Linked DNA regions of Mus musculus: all the other regions are linked to region 7. The links are chromatin contacts, called in public HiChIP or PLAC-seq and promoter capture Hi-C maps. All regions are on one chromosome and are shown on one strand. Each heading gives the region's core, a stretch centred on a gene start, on an enhancer-like site or on the middle of the called end of the contact. The rest is flanking DNA. Distances are from core to core; before and after follow the strand shown.

What was found. Promoter capture Hi-C pulls out the DNA fragments that hold promoters and counts their contacts. HiChIP or PLAC-seq counts read pairs in DNA pulled down with a chosen protein or histone mark.
Region 1: a contact with region 7 is called in a promoter capture Hi-C map of embryonic stem cells, with 2.1 times the contacts expected there. The contact joins the promoter of Chid1 here to the promoter of Zfp941 in region 7. A contact is called at or near these places in 3 of 39 promoter capture datasets (embryonic stem cells, liver and neutrophils), 1 of 115 datasets of contacts at active chromatin or transcription factors (embryonic stem cells) and 1 of 9 other capture datasets (adipose tissue).
Region 2: a contact with region 7 is called in a promoter capture Hi-C map of embryonic stem cells, with 3 times the contacts expected there. The contact joins the promoter of Spef1l here to the promoter of Zfp941 in region 7. A contact is called at or near these places in 18 of 39 promoter capture datasets (the 3T3-L1 cell line, 3T3-L1-derived adipocytes, the HPC-7 cell line and 10 more), 1 of 15 datasets of contacts at CTCF or cohesin (large pre-B cells), 16 of 484 Hi-C or Micro-C datasets (B cells, the G1E-ER4 cell line, the N1E-115 cell line and 10 more), 12 of 115 datasets of contacts at active chromatin or transcription factors (astrocytes, bone marrow-derived dendritic cells, bone marrow-derived macrophages and 8 more) and 3 of 9 other capture datasets (embryonic stem cells, macrophages and pancreatic islet).
Region 3: a contact with region 7 is called in an H3K4me3 HiChIP or PLAC-seq map of the SCID.adh cell line, with 15 times the contacts expected there. The contact joins the promoter of Tubgcp2 here to the promoter of Zfp941 in region 7. A contact is called at or near these places in 14 of 39 promoter capture datasets (the 3T3-L1 cell line, HPC-7-derived erythroid cells, cranial neural crest and 10 more), 1 of 484 Hi-C or Micro-C datasets (bone marrow-derived macrophages), 26 of 115 datasets of contacts at active chromatin or transcription factors (the 230-238 cell line, the NIH/3T3 cell line, the SCID.adh cell line and 15 more) and 1 of 9 other capture datasets (macrophages).
Region 4: a contact with region 7 is called in an H3K4me3 HiChIP or PLAC-seq map of bone marrow-derived macrophages, with 5 times the contacts expected there. The contact joins the enhancer-like site here to the promoter of Zfp941 in region 7. A contact is called at or near these places in 1 of 39 promoter capture datasets (pre-B cells), 1 of 115 datasets of contacts at active chromatin or transcription factors (bone marrow-derived macrophages) and 1 of 9 other capture datasets (liver).
Region 5: a contact with region 7 is called in an H3K27ac HiChIP or PLAC-seq map of embryonic stem cells, with 4 times the contacts expected there. The contact joins the enhancer-like site here to the promoter of Zfp941 in region 7. A contact is called at or near these places in 9 of 39 promoter capture datasets (the 3T3-L1 cell line, the C10 cell line, the HPC-7 cell line and 5 more), 1 of 15 datasets of contacts at CTCF or cohesin (large pre-B cells), 4 of 484 Hi-C or Micro-C datasets (B cells, bone marrow-derived macrophages, embryonic stem cells and 1 more), 5 of 115 datasets of contacts at active chromatin or transcription factors (embryonic stem cells and stem cell-derived neural progenitor cells) and 1 of 9 other capture datasets (macrophages).
Region 6: an H3K27ac HiChIP or PLAC-seq map of embryonic stem cells shows a contact between it and region 7, with 7 times the contacts expected there. The contact joins the promoter of Echs1 here to the promoter of Zfp941 in region 7. A contact is called at or near these places in 14 of 39 promoter capture datasets (the C10 cell line, the HPC-7 cell line, cranial neural crest and 9 more), 4 of 484 Hi-C or Micro-C datasets (bone marrow-derived macrophages, cerebral cortex, embryonic stem cells and 1 more), 32 of 115 datasets of contacts at active chromatin or transcription factors (the 230-238 cell line, the SCID.adh cell line, VIP interneurons and 18 more) and 4 of 9 other capture datasets (adipose tissue, embryonic stem cells, macrophages and 1 more).

What each region holds. Positions count from the first base shown.
Region 1 is chr7:141,538,387-141,541,086 of GRCm38.p6, reverse strand. It overlaps Chid1 (chitinase domain containing 1), which reads left to right and starts at 1,259. Exons shown (of 13, transcript NM_001142681.2): 1 at 1,259-1,314.
Region 2 is chr7:139,977,390-139,980,089 of GRCm38.p6, reverse strand. It overlaps Spef1l (sperm flagellar 1 like), which reads left to right and starts at 1,335. Exons shown (of 7, transcript NM_001033465.3): 1 at 1,335-1,543; 2 at 1,945-2,056. The coding sequence starts at 1,408. It overlaps Adam8 (a disintegrin and metallopeptidase domain 8), which reads left to right. Exons shown (of 24, transcript NM_001291066.2): 23 at 56-130; 24 at 563-1,158. The coding sequence ends at 613. Gm16201 (a long non-coding RNA gene) reads right to left here. Exons shown (of 5, transcript XR_389973.3): 5 at 1,110-2,700.
Region 3 is chr7:140,035,371-140,038,070 of GRCm38.p6, reverse strand. It overlaps Tubgcp2 (tubulin, gamma complex associated protein 2), which reads left to right and starts at 1,397. Exons shown (of 18, transcript NM_001286007.1): 1 at 1,397-1,724. Zfp511 (zinc finger protein 511) reads right to left here and starts at 1,680. Exons shown (of 6, transcript NM_027201.1): 1 at 1,465-1,680; 2 at 1,178-1,251; 3 at 650-851; 4 at 431-555. The coding sequence starts at 1,617.
Region 4 is chr7:141,577,852-141,580,551 of GRCm38.p6, reverse strand. The region is part of intron 1 of Ap2a2 (adaptor-related protein complex 2, alpha 2 subunit); the gene reads right to left. Among named protein-coding and RNA genes, the nearest start is that of Ap2a2, 17 kb to the right of the region's middle. Within about 2 kb of position 1,306, at least 98 of the 459 cell types and tissues checked have an H3K27ac peak or open chromatin away from gene starts, as enhancers often do. A contact at or near this core is called in bone marrow-derived macrophages, where this site is marked.
Region 5 is chr7:139,913,248-139,915,947 of GRCm38.p6, reverse strand. It overlaps Kndc1 (kinase non-catalytic C-lobe domain (KIND) containing 1), which reads right to left. Exons shown (of 31, transcript NM_177261.4): 7 at 2,352-2,466; 8 at 1,895-1,966; 9 at 1,747-1,808. Among named protein-coding and RNA genes, the nearest start is that of Kndc1, 20 kb to the right of the region's middle. Within about 2 kb of position 1,342, at least 41 of the 459 cell types and tissues checked have an H3K27ac peak or open chromatin away from gene starts, as enhancers often do. A contact at or near this core is called in embryonic stem cells, where this site is marked.
Region 6 is chr7:140,115,003-140,117,702 of GRCm38.p6, reverse strand. Echs1 (enoyl Coenzyme A hydratase, short chain, 1, mitochondrial) reads left to right here and starts at 1,282. Exons shown (of 8, transcript NM_053119.3): 1 at 1,282-1,396. The coding sequence starts at 1,309. It also overlaps a transcript of Paox not described here.
Region 7 is chr7:140,820,838-140,823,537 of GRCm38.p6, reverse strand. It overlaps Zfp941 (zinc finger protein 941), which reads left to right and starts at 1,360. Exons shown (of 3, transcript NM_001001180.2): 1 at 1,360-1,503. The coding sequence starts at 1,501.

The DNA of each region.
Region 1 (2,700 bases), core at 10-2,509, 720 kb before region 7:
CATCCACCTCTCCAGAGTTCTGCCCACTTGGAATCACTGTTCTGGGCATTTGTTCCTAGTAGGGTGCTGAGCTGGATGCCAGGAAAGCAGATGGTGATGCACAGCATGCCTTAGCATACACACCCAGCCCCGCCCCTGTAGAAAGGCTTGGGGGACAGCTGGCAGAAAATATGGGGAAGAGAAAGGAGGAAACGTGATTCGGAAGGAAGAACACGAAGCTCAGCTCAGTGAGAAACCTCTGCAGCAGCAGGAATGGGGAAACAGCCGCACTGCAAATCCTGGAACAGACCATAGTGGAGTGGGCCAGAGGGTTTAACTGGGTGTGGACAGGCCAAATGTGGTTTCTGCAGGAAACTGCTGGGAACAGCAAGGGATGGGGGTGGGGACTAGTCAGCTTGATGAAAAATAAAAATGCTGGTCACGTGTGCTTTCAACCCACTCGAAGAAGTGTCTGGGCTCCTCTTGCTAAAGCTGAGATGGGGGTGGGGAGCGTGGTGTCTGCCTCTGTGGGTTCTAGCTCCTACAATTTGCAAGACCAAAAACGAGGACCAAGACAGCTCTGGGATTTAGGCAGATAGAATGTTCGCTGTGCTAGGCCATCTGGAGAAGGATGTTATATTGCCTGGAGCAGTGTCTCTACTGGAGACAGTGTAGTGGGCACTGCAAACCTATAGATAGTGACAGAAATGTGGCAACTGGGATAATGTGGAGGTTCAAAGACTTGGCGCACAGTCTGTCCTGACACATCTGGGAGACTACGGAACTGACTATGCGCATAGTGACCCACGTCCCCCATACTTGACAGGGATGGGTTCCCAAGACCCTAAAGGCCTTGGTGGTCACATAAGTGGACGTAATGTAGACTTCAGCACAGTGCTGAGGCAGCCAGCCATCAATCCCGGAGAGGGGATGTTCAACATCACCACCAACTTCTCTGGGAGGATTTCGGGATCTGACCCCACTATTCTGCTGTACGACAGGCCCTTGATCAATAGAGGGACTGGCTGCAGGAGCGGAAACAGCACCTACGGCTACGAAGTACACGTTCCGCACACTCAGCTCTGTCTTCATCCAACTGACGGTCCCGATCCACTCTCAGCCCTTCTCCAGCTCGCCGGTCGCTACGAGGCTCCACCTCTAACTCCGCCCTCCAGCCATCTCGGTCCCGCCCCATCCCAGCGTGCCGTGCGCAAGGCATCTAGGAAGCTGGCGTGGCGCAGCGGGAGCTTGTGGAGGCCAGTGGGCGGGACTTCCGGTTGATTAAATCGTCTTCCGGCCGTGCTTGATGGGTCTGGCCGGTCTCCTGACATGAAGGTGAGCCCGGCTGTGGCGGCAATGGGACTGCTTCATCTTCCGCGTCACAATGCGGGAACGTCGGGCAGCGAGGCTCTCCCCGGACAGAACGGGCAGAGTGTGAGCGGGAAGGAGAGGGCACGGATGAGAGCAATATGGGAGCTATGAATGTGAGGGCGAGGAAGTGAGTGAGGATGAGAGGGTTTGAGGGGGAGAGCGATCGTGTCAGTGTGAGAAGAAACAGATGTGAGGGTGAGTGGGAGCTCGTGCGGAATAAGCAGATGTGAGGGTGAGCTGGTGGAAGAAACAGATGTGAGGGTGAGTAGGTGTCAGAAAGCAGGTGTGTCAGCCTGAGAGTAAGGGCGTATGTGAGAGAGCGAGCGGGTGTGAGGGCCCGAATGGGTGAGGGGAGATGTGAGAACATGGACTTTATTAGGGGTGAGAAAGCGAGTGGGGATGAGTATGAGCAAGGGTGAGAGAGTGTTAGGGTGAGAGCAGGTATGGGAGAGAGTGTGACATTGTTCTTTAGTAGAAGTGTGAGCGCCAAGTGTGTGACTGTGAGGAAGCTTTCGAGCCAACAGTAATCTGAGAATATGAGCGAGCACAGGCCGTTGCATAAAATCAAGAGAGCCCGTAGCGATGGCTTTAATCCTAGCACCCGGGAGGCAAAGGCTGGCAGATGGATCTCTGTGAGTCCGAGGCCACCCTGGTCTATAGAGTGAGTTTCAGGTCAGCCAGGGCCACATAGCAAGACCCTGTCTCCAAAAAAGAGTTTGGGGGTGGGGCAAAAGAAGCCGCAGGAAGCACGTGTGAACAGCACAGTAGTGAATGTGTTAAGTTTATGTATGTGCCAGTGTAGCTGGATATGAAGAAACATGGGTGAGTGGTGTATAAAGGAGTATAAACATGAACCAGGATGTAAGATAACGAAGTCAGAGATTTCAGATATGTGAGTTAGTGTGCATAGCTTGTGGAGCCACAAATGAACGAACGATGACATGAGTGTGCAAACGAGTTAGCAAGGCCAGAGTGGCTGTCGGGCATAGAGAATGAGCTCTATGTGGAGGGCCCAGCCTCAGGTAGGAGGGTATACAGCAAGTTGTATGGGTTCCTTCAAGTTTGCTAGGTACATGAGGCCTTACCCTCAGCGCAGCCTCAAATCTTGAACACTCTGTGATGGAAAATTTCCAAAGAACTTTCCACAGATCTCTAGACTGGAGCCCAGGGAGGCCCAGAGACAGTGTGCTGGTGACAGAACTATAACTTGAGCCATCTTATCACAGTCCTGTTTGCATTGCATTGTATAGTTGGGATGGGATGGTAGCCACGTGCCCCATGGCTTGGTGGGCTGCCCCCTGTGTTGGTTTCCTTATCTGTAAATGGGAATAACATTTATGCCTGCCTGAG
Region 2 (2,700 bases), core at 86-2,585, 840 kb after region 7:
CGTACTTGGCCTACTTAGGAGATGCTCTCAGTCAGCTGTGTCTGGTTCCTCCCAGGTCAAGCCAACCTTTGCACCCCCGACACCACCAGTCAAGCCCGGGACTGGAGGGACGGTGCCTGGAGCAACTCAGGTGAGCCTCAGAGGGAAGGGGAAGGGGAAGGGGAAGGGGGAGTCCATCTTGCAGGAACCCTCCTGCTGACTGTGGCACTGTTTCGGAGGGTGAGTGGCTGTTTTCATTTTCTTAGCTGGTAAGTTTTAGTGACATTTGAAAAAAAAAAAAAAGAAAGAAAAAAAAATCCTCAATAACAGGCTTGATGTCTGCTTTATAATTTGCCAGAACTTTCCAGTGCTTGCGGCTTTCGGGGGCTATGGAATTTTCCTTTTCATATGGCTAGTCTACAGTATATATGAAATGCTAGTACAGTCATCTTGTGAGGTCGGGCCCATTCTGTTGTTAGGGGAAGTGGAAGTCTAAATTTAAAGAACTGGCAATGGGTATTTTCAGCTGGACCTCTCTCTTATCAGGTCCTCTTTAATATCGATTTCCTTTTTTTCTTGGCAGGGAGCTGGTGAGCCAAAGGTTGCTCTGAAGGTCCCCATCCAGAAGAGGTGACCAGCTAGGGCACCCCAGGGCCATCGTTTGTGGACGTTTGGAGATACCACTGCTCCTATAAATGTGTTCCTTCAGCAACACCACAACCACCACCCAGGCTGGACCTGCACACGCTGTTCCTACCTCAGGAATAATCTTTCTGTGGCTCTTGCTGTCCAGATGCCCTCATGAACCAGTGGCCTCTCACTGGCCTTGGCCAGCTTAGACCATACATCTGCGTATGCTAGTTGCTAGGCAGGGGCGGTGTACCCTGCAGTGGGCGTGATCAAGTCTGTCTGTCTCTGGGTGGACAGAATGCCAGGAGTCCCCTCCCAGCAACTTCTGCACTGGCCCTCACACAGTGACCTCTCTCCAAGGCACAGTTCCTGTATCTACATCCCACTCGTGTATGAGACTTAGGAAAGGAAAAGACGTCGTTCTTGGGGTGTTGGGACAAGAAGTTGCCGTCATCTCCGGATTGAAACAGATTAGTTGTTGAAATTATGACTAAACACTATTCACTAATAAAGATTCTATTTTATCAATAGATTATAGATCACATTCTACATGGCAGTTTGTTTTTATTACACCAGATCAAACAATTTCACCTACCATCTCCCTTCGTTTTTTAACCATCCACCTTGATTCAGCCCGATCTCTGGGCGTGCAGGAGGACCAATCCTTCCTGGGATCGAGGGAGGGACCAGCGCGGTTAGGGCCCCGCCCCTTCCGGCTGTGCCGCGTCTCCCAGCAACGGTCCAAACCCGCCAGGTTTCTTCCGCTGTGTTTCTCTGCTGCACACCCACTTCTCTGCCATGCTCAGTGCTTCCAAGCCGAGCTCAGCTTCGTTCCTGCCAACGCCTGGGGATATTCATAACCTCTGCGCCTGGCTGGACCGGCTCCCACTCAGCCGCCCCAAGCGCCACTTGGCTCGGGACTTCAGTGATGGTGGTGCGAGTGAGGGCGAGGCGCTATGGGGCGGATGATGAAGAGGACTCAAAGCTGAGGGCCACCCTTGCCTCCAGCCCCCTAGTACGGGTGTGGGTGTTGGGGGAACGGAGCGGTTCTTGAGTCCAGACTCGTGCTCCTTAGGAAAGGTAGTAGCAAACAGGGCCTCCTGTGGCTCTTCCAGCTCCCCCTGGGCTCTCACGCTGTATTAGCTTCCCAGGCCATCCTACCACTTGGTCTGACCTGGAGTCTAGGTGCCGTGCCAGACTCGGGGACAATTATGGGCTCCCCAGGAAAAGCTCGTGTCCTTCCCACTCCATTCCATGCATCTCATGTGGTCAGGGATTACAGTTGCAACCCAGGGTCTTGACCAGGCAAGCCAAGTTCCCCTCGCATTCCCACAGTGCTGGTGGCCGAGATTGTGAAGCACTTCCGCCCTCGGCTGGTGGACTTGCACAGCTACGTCCCAGCCTGCAGTACAGACCAGAAGCTGAGCAACTGGAGCCTTCTCAACAGGCAAGGCCTGGGAGCTCAGCCCACCTAGGTTGACCCCGGGATGCTCTCTCCAGCCATGGGTCTCTGACTGCCTAACTGTGGGTCCTTGCCTATAGAAGAGTACCACAACCAGGGGTACTAGGGCACTAGTACCCCTAGTACCACTCCTGGGGGTGCTAGGGCAGCCTATCAGCTAGCCTGCTCCCTTACGGATCAGTAGAGTTTTACTTCACCTCCCCAAATGTCCTCAGACAAGACTCTGCCTGTGTATAATAAGTGATCTCAAGGACAGAGTCGGGCAGATATGTCTGATGTAGTCCAATCACAGAGGGCCCTCGGGAAGTGTCTGAGCAGAGCAAGGTGGAGAACCTGTGTGGGCACCCCCAAAAGACTGGCTCAGATTGGAATAGAAACATTGCTGGGCTCAGGCCTGGGTCTAATCTCATGGGCTTATGTTTGAGAGGGAAGAGATGAAAAGAGACCTCAAGGGAGATGATCATGCTGAGAGGGCCCAGCTGCAGGTTTCCAGGTACTGTTGAGCTGTCTCAACAGGATTTACCGAGGGCAAGCCAGTAGAGAGATGAGAATGAATGCAGAGAACATGGCCTGATAGAGCACCCCATGTTCTGCGATCTCCTGAGACATAGCTCCAAAGGCCAAGAATG
Region 3 (2,700 bases), core at 148-2,647, 790 kb after region 7:
TCATGGGAGTTCATGGAAAGGAGTCACTTTTTAAAGGAAGCAAAGAAGCATTATTCTAAAAGTTATTCCAGGAATTATTCTCCTTAGGGCAGTCTAAACAGTCATGCTAACAGACAGCTTTGTTGGCAAGTTTATAAAAGTAAGCAGAGAGAGAGAGAGAGAGAGAGAGAGAGAGAGAGAGAAACCCTAGGGGGTTCCATGGGAGAAGTGTGAAGAGCACACAGGGGATTCCATGGGAAAAGCACACACACTTGGGACAGTCCCCAGTGCCCTGCTGGTAGCATCAGAGGGCCATGGAAGACACCACACCAGCACAAGCACTTGCTAGCACCTCACCCTCTGCTCTGTTAGTGTCCTCACTAAGATTTGATTACAGTGTCTGTTCCCAGGCTTAAGACTGGGGACAGTCACAACTGGGTCCCTCACGTACCCTCTGTTCGTCTTGGGCTTATCAAATCGGAAATCCGCAGGGTACAGGTGTAGCCTCACCATGTGATCCTTCCGGTCTTGGCTGGTCTTGAACTTCTCTGGGCAGCTTTCAACCAAGCACTGGTACTACAAAGAATAAAGTGTCACCTCTACTCTCACCCTGCCCTAAGCCCTAATCCCAGTCACCACTGCAGATGCACCCAGTGCAGTCAGCACCCACCATGTCTTGCCTCTGGGCCAGGATCTGAAACAGAGAGTCGTGCCATTCCAGGATGTGGACATCCAGCAAATGCCCAGAGGGGAAGGCACGGTTGCAGAAGGAGCAGGTGTTTCCATGCATCATGTGGTAGTGGTGCTGGTAGTCTTCTATGGCGGCAAACACTTGGCAACAGCCAGCCACCTGACAGGTGAACTCAGGCACCCTGGGAAAGGAGGTGTGTCTCTTGGAAGAATGTTTCCCCCTTCCCCCAACTATCCCAAGGCAGGAATTCCGGCGGAACTTCTTACCCATATTCCAGCTGAGCCTGAAACAAGAAGAGCGCTTCTTGTGCCACCCCAAACCTTACTAACAGACTAGGGGAGGGAAGTCCAGCCAAGCCATGCTCCTGTTAGGGCAGGGTGGTGCTAAGTGGATGCTACTCGGGTGTCAACTGGGAGGGGTCGGAGTCCCAGGGTGTAAGCGGACGAGAGAGGAGGAATCAGGATAGCGCTAGCAAGCCGAGTAAGGCCTCGAAGCCAAGGTGCTCACATGGATTTTTCCGGCGTCTCGGACACTTGCGTGAGCATGTCCTGCAAGTACAGGTGCCGCTGCACATCCCCATCCTACAGAAGACACGCGTCAAGAGCTGTGGGTGGACTCCGGCATCGAAGCCACGCCCTACAGCTCGGAGCCACGCCCCAACCCATAGAGCTGTGTCCAGCCCCTTGATCCGGTCCACAGGTCCGGTCCCCACAAGCCCCGCCCACAGCGACAGTCTTGCTTCTAGGCCCCTCCCTGTGGGGCTCAGGACATCTTCCGCCCGGGTTGTCACGCACCTCGAAGAATTCGTGATCCCGCGGGAAGCGCACGGCACGCGGCGCGAATCGGAAGGGTGCCTCCCCAGCCGCAGGGTTCCTCTCCACGGGCAGCGGTTCGGCTGCCCCCGGCTCCCCGGCCAGGCGGGAATATAGTGCAGGGGGAAGCAACATCACCACGGCCGCCGCGGCCCTTCGGCCACCGTCGGAGGGGTGGTGACGGACGTGACGTCTACTAACTTCCTGTGGCGACCCTGCGGGGCGGGACGCGACGCGCGGAGGTGAGTCAGGGCTGGGTCTGTGTTGTGGCGGGAACTGGTCGGAGAAGGGCGGGGCTGGAGCCGGGCGCGGGATCGGGTACCGGAGCCAGGCTGGCCTGCAGCGGGGAAGAGCCTGATTCTCTTGGGCCTCTGCCGCCGGCGGTTCCGTCCGCCAGCCCGGGCTTGTCTCGCTCCACGGTGCGACTGCCTCTCTGGCTCTTTCAGTCCTCTCCAGGAGTCCAATTGGAGGCAGTGGCCTTGGGAAGTTCGTGGTTAGTGTGACTCCTCTCTTGACAGCCCCGCGGTGACTGCGGTGCTGGCCTGCGGGTTTTCTGCATCTGCTGCTGGTGCTCGGGGTTCAGGGGTGAAGGGATCAGGGCCTGCTGCAGTAGAGACAGGTGTGGAAAGAAACCCTAACCTAAACAAAAAGACGATCGAAACGTGCGGCTGACACTTTGAGGGGCTTTAACTTTGCTCCTCTACCAAAGTAGGTCACCCTCCCCCAGTATGAATATAAGTGTCAAGAAAGAAGGGACGCTACTGTTTAATAGATACAAATGAAAGCCTTTTGGGATTATTCTCCCTCTCTCTCAGCCCAGGCCTTGCTCGGTCTGTTTCTCTTTCTCTCTGTTCTGGATTCTTCCAAATGTCTCTGGATGTTTTCTCTCTTATTTATAGTAAAACCTTCCCCCTAAGGAGAGGGACCTGGGGAGCAGGGAGAGGCACGGGCGGGGGGGCGAAGAAGAGAAGGAGGGAGGGATGAAGGAAGGAAAGCCTTTCTGTAATTAAGCCCTGGAAATGAGCGTTTCTATGTCTTTAGACAGCTGCTTATGACCAGGCGTGATATCATCTCTCTCACTTTTGTCTCTGTAAAAGTATTTGGATTCTTGACATTTTGCAAATGATAAAATGTTTTTGACAGGCCATGTCTTGGTTAGGTGTTTTGTTTTGTTTTTTGTTTTTTGTTTTCGAGACAGGGTTTCTTTGTGTATCCTGG
Region 4 (2,700 bases), core at 57-2,556, 760 kb before region 7:
CTTCTAAGGAAGGAGGGGAGGGGAGGAGAAGGGAGGGGAGAAAATTAATTCACAGAACATTAAAAATTGCTCTGCCAATAAGCCCTGGTGGATAAACCCATGTGGCTCTGACACACTAGACTAGACCATCTTTTTTAGCAGCTCTTTGGGATATGATTCACAGACCACACTGTTCACTCACATTAAACATGTACCTCAGTGGCTTCCAACACAGCCCTATCTGTCTACCCTTGATCTCTCCAAATGAAACTCCATATTAGCAAGTCATTTACCAGCCCCTGGCAACCACAACTGGCTTGTAACAGGCTTGCCTGTTCTTAGCCGTCTACGTGGGAAAGCCCGGCGTGTGTGGTTTAAGTCTGGCCTCTTTCCTCAGCAGTGCTGTCAAGCAGCTGCCAGCGCAGCCAGGTTTATTAGTGATGTCACAGTGATGATGTCACAGTGATGATGTCACAGCGCTCCATAGTTTGTTACCTAGTGGCTTTTGGGTTCTTTCTAACTTTGGGGCTATCAAGAATAACATTCTTGGGACAAGAGGGATGGCTCCGTGATAAATAGCACTTGTCCTTACAGAGGATCTAAGTCCAGTCCCCACATCCCCATGCTCACATGGTAGCTCGCTATCATTCGTTAACACCAGCTCGAGGGCAGTAAGACCTCCTCTGACCTCTGAGGGCACTACACATGCACAGGGTACACATACAGAAATGCAGTCCAAACAGTCGTAGACATAAAACTAACAAATAAAGCTTTAAAAAAATGTATGAGGCTAGAGACATGACTCAGGAGTGAAGAACACTTGGTCTTACAGAAGACACAGGTTCTGTTCCCAGCACCCACATGGTAGTTCATAACCGTCTGCAACTCCATTTCCAGAAGATCCAATGCCCTTTTTGGACTCCCTCAGGCACTGCACATATAAGAGATACACACACAAGCAAACTGCTCATACATAAAAATGCTCATTCATAAAAATAAATATATCTTTAAATAAACAAGCCCAGTGGTGGTGGTCGCACACACCTTTAATTCCAGCACTCAGGAGGCAGAAGCAGGTGGATCTCTGAGTTTGAGGTCAGCCTGATCTATAGAGTTCTAGGACAGTCACCAAAGCTACACAGAGAAGCCCTATCTCAAAAAAACAAAAAAAAAAAATCAAAATAAGTCTCAATAAATTAATATCCCACAGGCCAGCCAAGGCTACACAGTGAGACCCTGACTGTCATATTCACATGTAAGTCTCTGTATATACATATCCTTACAGTTTCACAGAGGAAGTCCTGGTCACATGGTAACCATATTTACACTAAGCCACCACCCCCACCCTAGACTAACAGCCAATCAAGGAGAAGACTTAAGTACTTCCACTGGAGCCACCCACATTCAACACAACTTGGCAAGTTAAGAGAACTCACCCCAGATCTTTCAGACACCAGAACTGTCTGTGAGCGTCACTGAGGTAAGCTGTGAGCCACAGTGACTAGGGTTTTTCATTCTTTCACTTTCAGGTGTGCACATGTCTATGTGGATGTCCCTACCCATGTGTGCATGTAGAAGCTAGAGATCGCCCTCAGGTGACCATCCACTTGCCCTCAAGGCTTCTCTGTGTAGCCCAGGATATCCTAGAACTCTGTGGTGGTTTGAATAGATATGGCCCCCATCGCCTGTGTTTGAATAGAGAGAATATGGGTGTTTTGAATAGTGTCACCTATAGAGAGTGGCACTATTTGAAATAGTGGCCTTTTAGAGTAGGTATGGCCTTGTTAGAGGAAGTGTGTTACTGTGGGGATGAGCTTTGAGGTCTCCTATGTTCATGCTAAGCCCAGTATGGCACACAGTTTCCTTCTGTTTCCTGTGGAATAAGATATAGAACTCTCAGCTCCCTTTCCAACACCATGTCTGTTTTGTAAGGTACCATGTTTCCTGCCAACAGACTAAACCTCTGGAGCTGTAAGCCAACCCCAGTTAAATGTTTGCCTTTATAAGAGTTGCCATGGTTATGGTGTCTCTTCACAGCAATAAAACCCAAAGACAGAAGTTGGTACCAGGAACTGGGTATTGCTGTGATAGGGCTGGCCAGGCTTTTGTTTGGAGGAATGGGGGGTTTGGGGACTTTGGGTTTAGGAAAGCAGTGGAATGCTTTAAGTGCTACTTAATGGGCCATACTAGGAGAAGCACGGGAGAGAGTGGTGCTGAGGGTGATTTGAACCATGGGAGCCTGGCTCAAGAAAAGAATTTTAGTATGTGGCCTAAAGATTATTCTTGTGATATTTTGGTGAAGAATGTGGCTGCTTTTTTTTACCTTGTGAGAAGAGTCTGCCTAAGGCTAAAGAGGCCCAGATTAATTGCATTAGCAAAGGAAGTCTCAAAACAGTCTAGTATCAACTATGCTGTGTAGTTACTACTGTTCACTCTTATGAAGAGCATTTTGATGAAAAGGGACAGGATGTGAAAGGAAAAATACAAAATATATGAATTGATGAGAAAGAGGGCACCAAAAATGGAATGGAGCTGAGACCTGTGTTCATGGAGATAACACGTGATGAAATGGAATAAAGGAAGTAGCCTCAGGGGAAGACTCCACCCAGTTAAGCTTCCATCTAGTAAAAAGGAATTAAAAAACAGCTTAAGTCTAGGTGCTATAGTACACACCTTTAGTTCCAGCACTCACGAGACAGAGGCAAGCAGATCTCTGAGTTC
Region 5 (2,700 bases), core at 93-2,592, 910 kb after region 7:
GCTTTCTCTTTTCCTGCTTCTCTGGCTCCCCGTTCCGTCTGCTTCACCTGCCCTGTTTCTAGGGCATCCCTTTGTCTATCAGACTGCTTCCTAGTGGCTTGTTTGCACAGTGGATCATTGTCAACGTCCTCCAAGTCTGCATCCAGCTCGCCTCTCCCACTTTTGATTAAGTATTTCCTCCACAGACATTTATAAACAAATGAAGCTGTTATCTGATACCCCGGAGCTGTTACCGGAGAAGCTACCTGCTGTGGCTGCTACAAATAAAACTCTACTTGCTCTGAGCCACCAAGCCATCTCTCCAGCTCAGTCTTTATACTACACACACACACACACACACACACACACACACACACACACGGCTCCAAAACCATATTATTATTGCGTGTGGATGGTGTGTGTGTGAAATCTGTGGTGCGAGATTTCTCTACGGAACCCCTTCACTCTAGGGCTTGGATCCAGACTTAACTGCCGGGCTTTACTCGGCAAGCGCTTTAGCCACTGAATCAACCATTTTGCAAGCCCAGTCTTTCTTTTGGCTCTTTAGAACCCACGGCACTAACTACTCTTGTCTGTGATACATTTTTAGTTCTTTTTGTTTTTCCTTCTGAGAGCTTCTTGACACATAGGGGTTTTGCGGAACAGAGGACTCTAGGTAAAAGGTTTCCACTTTTAAGGTCATCAGGTAGGAACTCAGTTGCCATTTGAACCGTTTACCCCGAACATAGATAAACTGTTTCTCTTTTGACCTTCAGCTTTCCGAGGGGTTTCACTACAACATAGCGTTGGTTTCTTTAGGTTAATCCCCTTCTTTTCCGTTTCTTGAGTGGTAGGCTTATGTGTTTTGACACAATTGGATATTTTTCATTCATTACTCACTCACTGATTACTCTTCTGCCTCGCCCACAGTTTTCTTTCCTTCTAGAATTCTGATGCCATGAATGCTTGGTTTTCTAGGGCAAGCTTCTCGGGCCTGTTCAAATTTTGATCTCATTTCTTTTCCTTGTCCACATGTCTATAGTCCTAGCTTCCCCGCACCGTCGTGGGTGACTCCTCAGCATGGGCAGCCAAGGCCAGCACACCTCTGTTGCTCTCAGGGTCTCAGGTCTAGGCTGGCCAATGGACCCCAGACACATTGTGCAAGCAAAAGGAGCAGGCAGGCCAGCTGAAGTCACTTGCTCCTTCCTGGCCCTCTGGCTAGTAAGCCTGACCCCGGGGAGGCTCCCTTTACCTTTGCGGAGTTTTCCAGGTGCCACTTCTTTAGTAGCAGGGTCCAGCATAGGAGACTGAAAAAACCTTGGTTTGCTCGGCCCTGTCTGGTATCACCCTGCTCCTTCACTCCTCCCACCCGCCCCCCATGGCCCCGCCTTCTATATTGCTCCGCCCATTCCCTCCCAAGACCTGGTCCCTGCCTTGTCGAGTACCAGATAAGCCAAAGCCTGGAGGATCAGCTGACCTGATTCCCAGGGTGGGGGCTGCATTAGGTTCTGAGTGTAATTTAGTTCATTTAATTTAAAATTTATAAGAGCCTATTATATTAGCTTGTTAGTGGCGGCGGGTCTACGCCCTCGGACTGGAGCTCGTCCCGCCCAGCGTCCCAGGGCACGCCCATGACTCAGAAGACATCAGTGAACGCAGCTACAGTAGCCCCGCGAGTAAGATGGGTGCCACGTTTAGGCCATCTGGCCCCGCGATCCACTGGGCAGAGGGTGAGGATGGAGCGAGAGAGGTGATGTGGTTGGTTACCTTCTCTGTCACCAGCTTCTCTTCTGACACTTCGGGAGCCAAGAAGAGTGAGTTGTAGGCGCCTAGAAAGGCAACCACAGTTTGGTTATTCTTCCTTCCTTGGGGAACCCGCTCTGGTTCTCTGCCCCCGAGAGTGACCCTTGTGTACCATTGGCAGGGGGCGGTCCGAAGAACACTGTCCCGTCCTCGGCCACCAACACGTTGTCCAGGCACAGGTGAGCTGCAACAGAGCGGATCAAGTATGCAGCCGTGTGTGGGCAGCTCCCTTGCCAGCATCAGGGGATTCCAGACCACACAGAGACCCCAGAAAAACCTGTCAAGACTGGACAGACACTGGAGGGCTGGCCATTCTAGCCAACAGTTGCCTAGGAACACTGTTAGGGTATATCACCCTCATCGAATTAAGAATAAACGGGAGGATGGGTGGGGACATGGTCCATATTGCTCTGCCCCTGGAAATGGCTGGGTGAAGTAGGTTGGGCCCTTCACATTCTCCAGACTCCAGGCTAAGAGGTTGCAGTGTCACAGCAGCCATTCTCCCACTCCCTTTTCTCCCTCCCCAGCTTTTGGGCTCAGGGCTCAAGGAGAGCAGGGTGACCCATCACCTGGGTGCTCCTTGTGTGTCTGCAGAGTGCTAAGGCAGGAGAGGCACAGTGCCCACAGCTCGTACTCCCTGAAGGGCCGGCCTAGCTTAGACAGAAGGTCCTTCAGGGACAGGCTCTGTGGAAAAGAAGGGTTACATAAGAACGCTTTGTCCACCTGATGTCAAGGAAGGGTTTCCACGGAGAAAGATGTGCGCTTAGTGCTTCTGTTTCTACTTGCAGTATCCCCCCTATGCCAGGGGCTGGAAAAGTTCTCCAAATTAAACACGAGTGTGGGTAAGTGTATGGAGAAACAGGAGCCCTCACCCATGAGCTGGTACAGTTGCCATGAGAGAAGATGGCAGATCCTCCG
Region 6 (2,700 bases), core at 33-2,532, 710 kb after region 7:
TGAAATAAAGTTTGCTGACTGTTCTATTCTGGTTTGGATTGTTTTCTTTAAAGTATTGAGAATCCAAACCTACTCCATCTTGGGACCAGCCTCTATCTAAAAGAAAAAAAAAAAAAAAGCCTGAGAACTTGACCTACAGAAGAACCCAGGTTGTACCCACGTACCAGGAAAGACCCCATGGCTTGTCCTTGGCCAGCGTTACTCTGTAGCTACTTCCTAACAACAGTAAAACAAAGACTAGCCTGATTGTTTCAGATGCACTTTCAGACCCTTTGTGACTGAATACAGTCGGCTTACAATAGACCTTCAGTTAGATACTTTCCAAGATGGACACCCCCTCTCTTACCTTCCATTTCTTGTAAAGCCCTGTCCAGATGAGAGTTCAAGGCTTCTCTGCCTTCCCTTCCTGTCCTGCTGTGTCAGGGTTGAGTTGGAGGAGAGGGCCCAAGCCTGAGCCTGTAATAGAGACCCTAATACTATTACATCGAAAAGGCTCCTTGGTGGACTTTTGGGGTTCACAAACTTCCCGGCATAACAGTATCAAGCTTGCTTTTGTCTGGAGATTCTGTCCTTTATCTCTATCCTAGGGTTTGCAGGACCAGGGCAAGAATACAAATGAAGGCCTGATAATACTTGCTAAATATTTTTAAGTTATAATTCAAGATAATTTACGTGAACAAAACATTGGCTTTCTTTTAAATTTATGTGAAATCTTCTCATCTTGTAAAATCACAGCTATTTCTAACCTGGTGTTATGAAGCTAGTCAGTTGTCATGTAAAGAATACCTCTGGAGCAGGGTATAATGGCTCATGCCTTTAATCCAAGCATTTGGAAGGCAGAGGCAAATGGATCTCTGTGAGATTGAGAAACAGCCTGGCCCATAAGGAGGGTTCCAGCCAACCAGGGCTATGAAGTAAGACCCTCACACAAAGCTAAACAAAACCGTCTTGCACTTTACCGCTTTATGCTTTATTACTGTATCTGTGATCGCGTCTTCCCGTAGTTTTTCCCCTGGTCAAGAACGAAAGCATACGGCCATCACAGGGGAAAGGGCACAGCCATGTCTCCCAGTCTGGCTTCGTAAACCGGGCACCCGCCAAGGGCACACCACCAAAGTGATGCAATTAACAGACTACTCCAAGAACCGCAGCCCAGCACCCCACGCTGCCCCACCCCGCCCTCTGTACCAGCCCGCTCAGGTCACGGGTCCACCCCTTAAGCTTCCGTCTTCATCCCGCCTGGGATCTGGGGCGGAGCGATTCTGCAGGCGGGGCGATTCTGTGGGCGGAACACATCGTCTCTCCGCCATGGCGGCCCTGCGTGCTCTGCTGCCCAGAGCCTGTAGCTCACTGTTGTCCTCAGTCCGCTGCCCAGAACTACGGCGCTTCGCCTCGGGTGAGTGCGGACACCGGCGGGGTGCGTCACCCCACCCACGTTGGGTGGTTTCTCCACCCATAACCTCTGGGTGGTCCCTAAACCCCGGCCTGCACGCATCCTCACTTGATCCTGGCCCTTCTCTCCTAACTCTAGATCTTTTGTCTGACCCCCTACTTCCACAAGCATGCACTCCCAACACTTGACTCTGAAGTACCTGGACCCTGGATTCGAGTACGCATCCCCACACTAAACCCAGATTTCCTGCAAGTGACCACTGACTCTAGCTTGGTGATCTTCCTTCTGAGCCTCCAACTCCAGCGCTCGACTGACCCCTTCCCAATTCCTTACCCCGTTCCCCGCTCCTCAGTCTGACCTTAGTCTCACCTTACAAGCCCAGCCAGATCCTAGCACCTCGAAGCCATGTCTAGTGGGAGGGCTCTGGGTGTAATAGCTTCTCAACGCTCGAACTTTTATGAGTGTCAGCTGGGAACATGCATGTTGGTTGTGAAATCCCATGTGTTTAGGTAGCTTTAAGAGAATGTGAAAGTAGGTTAAGTAAGACAGCCTGGGTATTGGGAAAGGTTTGTCCATAGTGCCTCCTGTCTAGTCTCTGCTGTTTCCACAGTCTCTCCTGATCGTGTCCTTCAAGCCACCCAATCAGCGTAGCCCATACCGACACACCCACTTTCCTTCCTAGCCAGCTGAATAGTTCCTCCCTTCCCACTCCTTGGCTCAACTCCTCTACAGACTTCTAGTACTCCACTGTGAATTTTTTTTTAATATTTTTTATTTAGTATTTTCCTCATTTACATTTCCAATGCTATCCCAAAAGTTCCCCATACCCTCCCCACCACTCCCCTACCCACCCACTCCCACTTTTTGGCCCTGGCGTTCCCCTGTACTGGGGCATATAAAGTTTGCAAGTCCAATGGGCCTCTTTCTGTTGATGGCCGACTAGGCCATCTTTTGATACATATGCGGCTAGAGTCAAGAGCTCCGGGGTACTGGTTAGCTCATAATGTTGTTCTACCTATAGGGTTGCACCTTTAGCTCCTTGGGTATTTTCTCTAGCTCCTCCATTGGGGGCCCTGTGATCCATCCAATAGCTGACTGTGAGCATCCACTTCTGTGTTCGCTAGGCCCCGGCATAGTCTCACAAGAGACAGCCATATCTGGGTCCTTTCAGCAAAATCATGCTAGTGTATGCAATGGGGTCAGCGTTTGGAAGCTGATTATGGGATGGATCCCCGGATATAGCAGTCTCTAGATGGTCCATCCTTTTGTCTCAGCTCCAAACTTTGTCTCTGTAACTCCTTCCATGG
Region 7 (2,700 bases), core at 111-2,610:
TTTAAACTTTACACTGGGCCTCACATTGTATATGTGGTGGGCATTCCTGCATTGAGGGATTGCCTCTCACGTCAAAGCTTAAGTTGCTTCCCGATAAAACAGTACTCCCAAATCACTTTTTATCAAAATAGTATTACTGATTTTTCACTTGGGTCCACATGGAGTAAATGCAGAGTAAATCAAAGCCTGGCAGTTCTGCTTTGAATTTGTATCTACCCCCTTTACACATCGCTTAGCGTTTACAATGTCCTGTTCCAGCTCCCAAGTCCCACTGGAATTCTTTGAATTCTAGAAACTACAGGACTGATAAATACCTCTAGGGAATAAAAATTACTTCCAAACAATTGAGGGCGCCTAGGATAGACCATCTCCAAATGCGGGCAGTTGAGGTTCTATAGAGAAGCAAGAGTCATAATGCAAACCAGATTGGTCTGCTAAGACCACCTTGCAGAACCCAAACTGATCATCAACCCAACCATACTTGACTACTAGGGATGATTAATTATACACACCGGCAGTGTCCTCTCCCTATTTCTCTCTAGTTAAACCTACATCTCACAAAGGCAGTCTTCAGGGACCACTGGAACCCTTATCATCTGGAAGAACAACCAGTGCTCCTAACCTATGAGCCATCTCTCCAGCCCCTTGTTTTATGTGAGTGCCCAGGGAATATGTGCACTTAAGTGCAGTGCTGGGGGAGGCCAGAAGTGGGCTGGAGGCATAGGCAGCTATGAGTCGGCTGGGTGCCAGGAACAGACCTAAGGTCCTCTGGAAGAACGAGTACTAGTTCTTAACCTCAGAAGCCGCCTCTTCTGAGCTTTCTAACATTTACTCTCTAGTTGTGTACTAGAACACTGTAACACCAGAGACTGGAAAGGTTAAGTGAATTTTAAAGATAGCGATCATTATATTCTTCTGTGTGAATATTTACAGATCATTTACATATCAATAAGTTGATATGACTATTTAAAGTTAAATTAAAATGCCATTTGATGGGCTTAAAGGTAACTATCATTATATTCCTCTGTATGAATATTTACAGATCAGTTACATATCAATAAATTGATAATGACTATGTAAAGTTAAATTAAAATGTCTTTTGATGGGCTATGTCCTCCTGGTGGAAAATTTGCCTTTAACATAGCTGCTGACAGAAGTCCTGGGCTCAATCCACCCAAACCAAATTGAAATTGAAACCCAAACCCAATGCAAAACAGATCAACAGCAATCATTTATTGCCATCCTAAGGTAGAGGAATTGGGCCTGGAGCCCTGTCCAATCAGAGGTGTTGTTTGATAACTGTCCAATTAGGAACGTGGCCAGAGCGGTGGGCAGGCTCTCAAAACCTCGCGTGCTTTCGCTGGAGCTGGCCATCTTTGGCACCTTTGGGAGCTCCTGCTGTTCTGCAGCAGAGGCACTGACGTTGTTAGGTGCTTTGTCATCCTGTGATCTGGTCCCAGAGGCACGCGTAGGGGCCCGGGATACTATAGAAGCGAGGAGATGGTGAGTGTCTGCCTGACGTCCTGGCGGGATCCAGCCTCCACAGGTCTCCCTGGAGGCTGCCCCAGGGTAGCGGGGGTTCCAACTCTCCTCCGTTTTGGGGCGGGGCTGTGCAGACAGTGGGGACTCTGGGTCTCGTCTGGTCCTTTTGCAGGGTGGTGCTAGGCGGACAGTGGGTCCCTGGTAAAGCTGTTAGTTGCCCACCCTGCGTAGTGTGCTCAGATCCTGCTGAGCGAGCCATCTCTGGGCGGCTGTGTTCCTGCCATACACTTCAGATGTGCTGATCACCGTGATCTCAGGGAAGGATTCCTATTGGCTGGCTTGTGTGGTTTCCATCAGCAGCTGGGCAAGAAAGATCCTGGAGCCAGATGCTGCTTTCTGCCATTTTGTTCTACATAGCTGATGAAAACTTGGTTAATGCGCAGTCGGCCAAATTTTCCACTATATTGATAACTGCTTTTTTCTTTATCTTGTGGAATTAACATTTTTATTGTTATTTTAGGTATACGCATGCACACACGCAAATGTGACGTGCTTGTGGATGAGGTCATTGGATCTGTTGGATCAGGGGTGGCAGTTGTGAGTCACCTGACATGGGCAATGGGAGCCAAACTGGTTCTCTGTAAGAACAGCAAGGGATTTTTAACCACTGATCCATCTCTCAAGCTTGGGGATTCCTTAAGTATCCTGCATAAATCATTATATTTGATTCAGAAGCTTTTAAAGTTCTGTGCTTGTTTTGCTTTTGAGAATGAAGGCTCACATTTATGGAAGGTACTGGCTGTACTCGTGAAGGGCCTGAAGCAGACCTTTGTGGGCAGCTTTTCATTGTAGCACATTTTCTTGTCATAGATATACACTCCTTTCTTTTATTTTTCAGGAAAAAAAAATCATATATTCCCAAGTGTCTTAAAAATCCAAAATATAGCTCAAAACAAATAGTTAATAAACAATAGGAAAAAAATTGAAAAAAGTGTAAGACTCAGATGTTGCTCTTAATTTGCGTTGTTAGGTGTGTGCATATTAATAGTGTCTGAAAAGAAAGCAAACCATAATTTTCAAATAGATTAGTAAGGGTTTTTTTTTTTTTTTGACAGTGTGTTTCCTTTTTTCTTTCTTCCTTTCTCTCTTTCTTTCTTTTTTTTTTTGTTTTTCGAGACAGGGTTTCTCTGTATAGCCCTGGCTGTCCTGGAACTCACT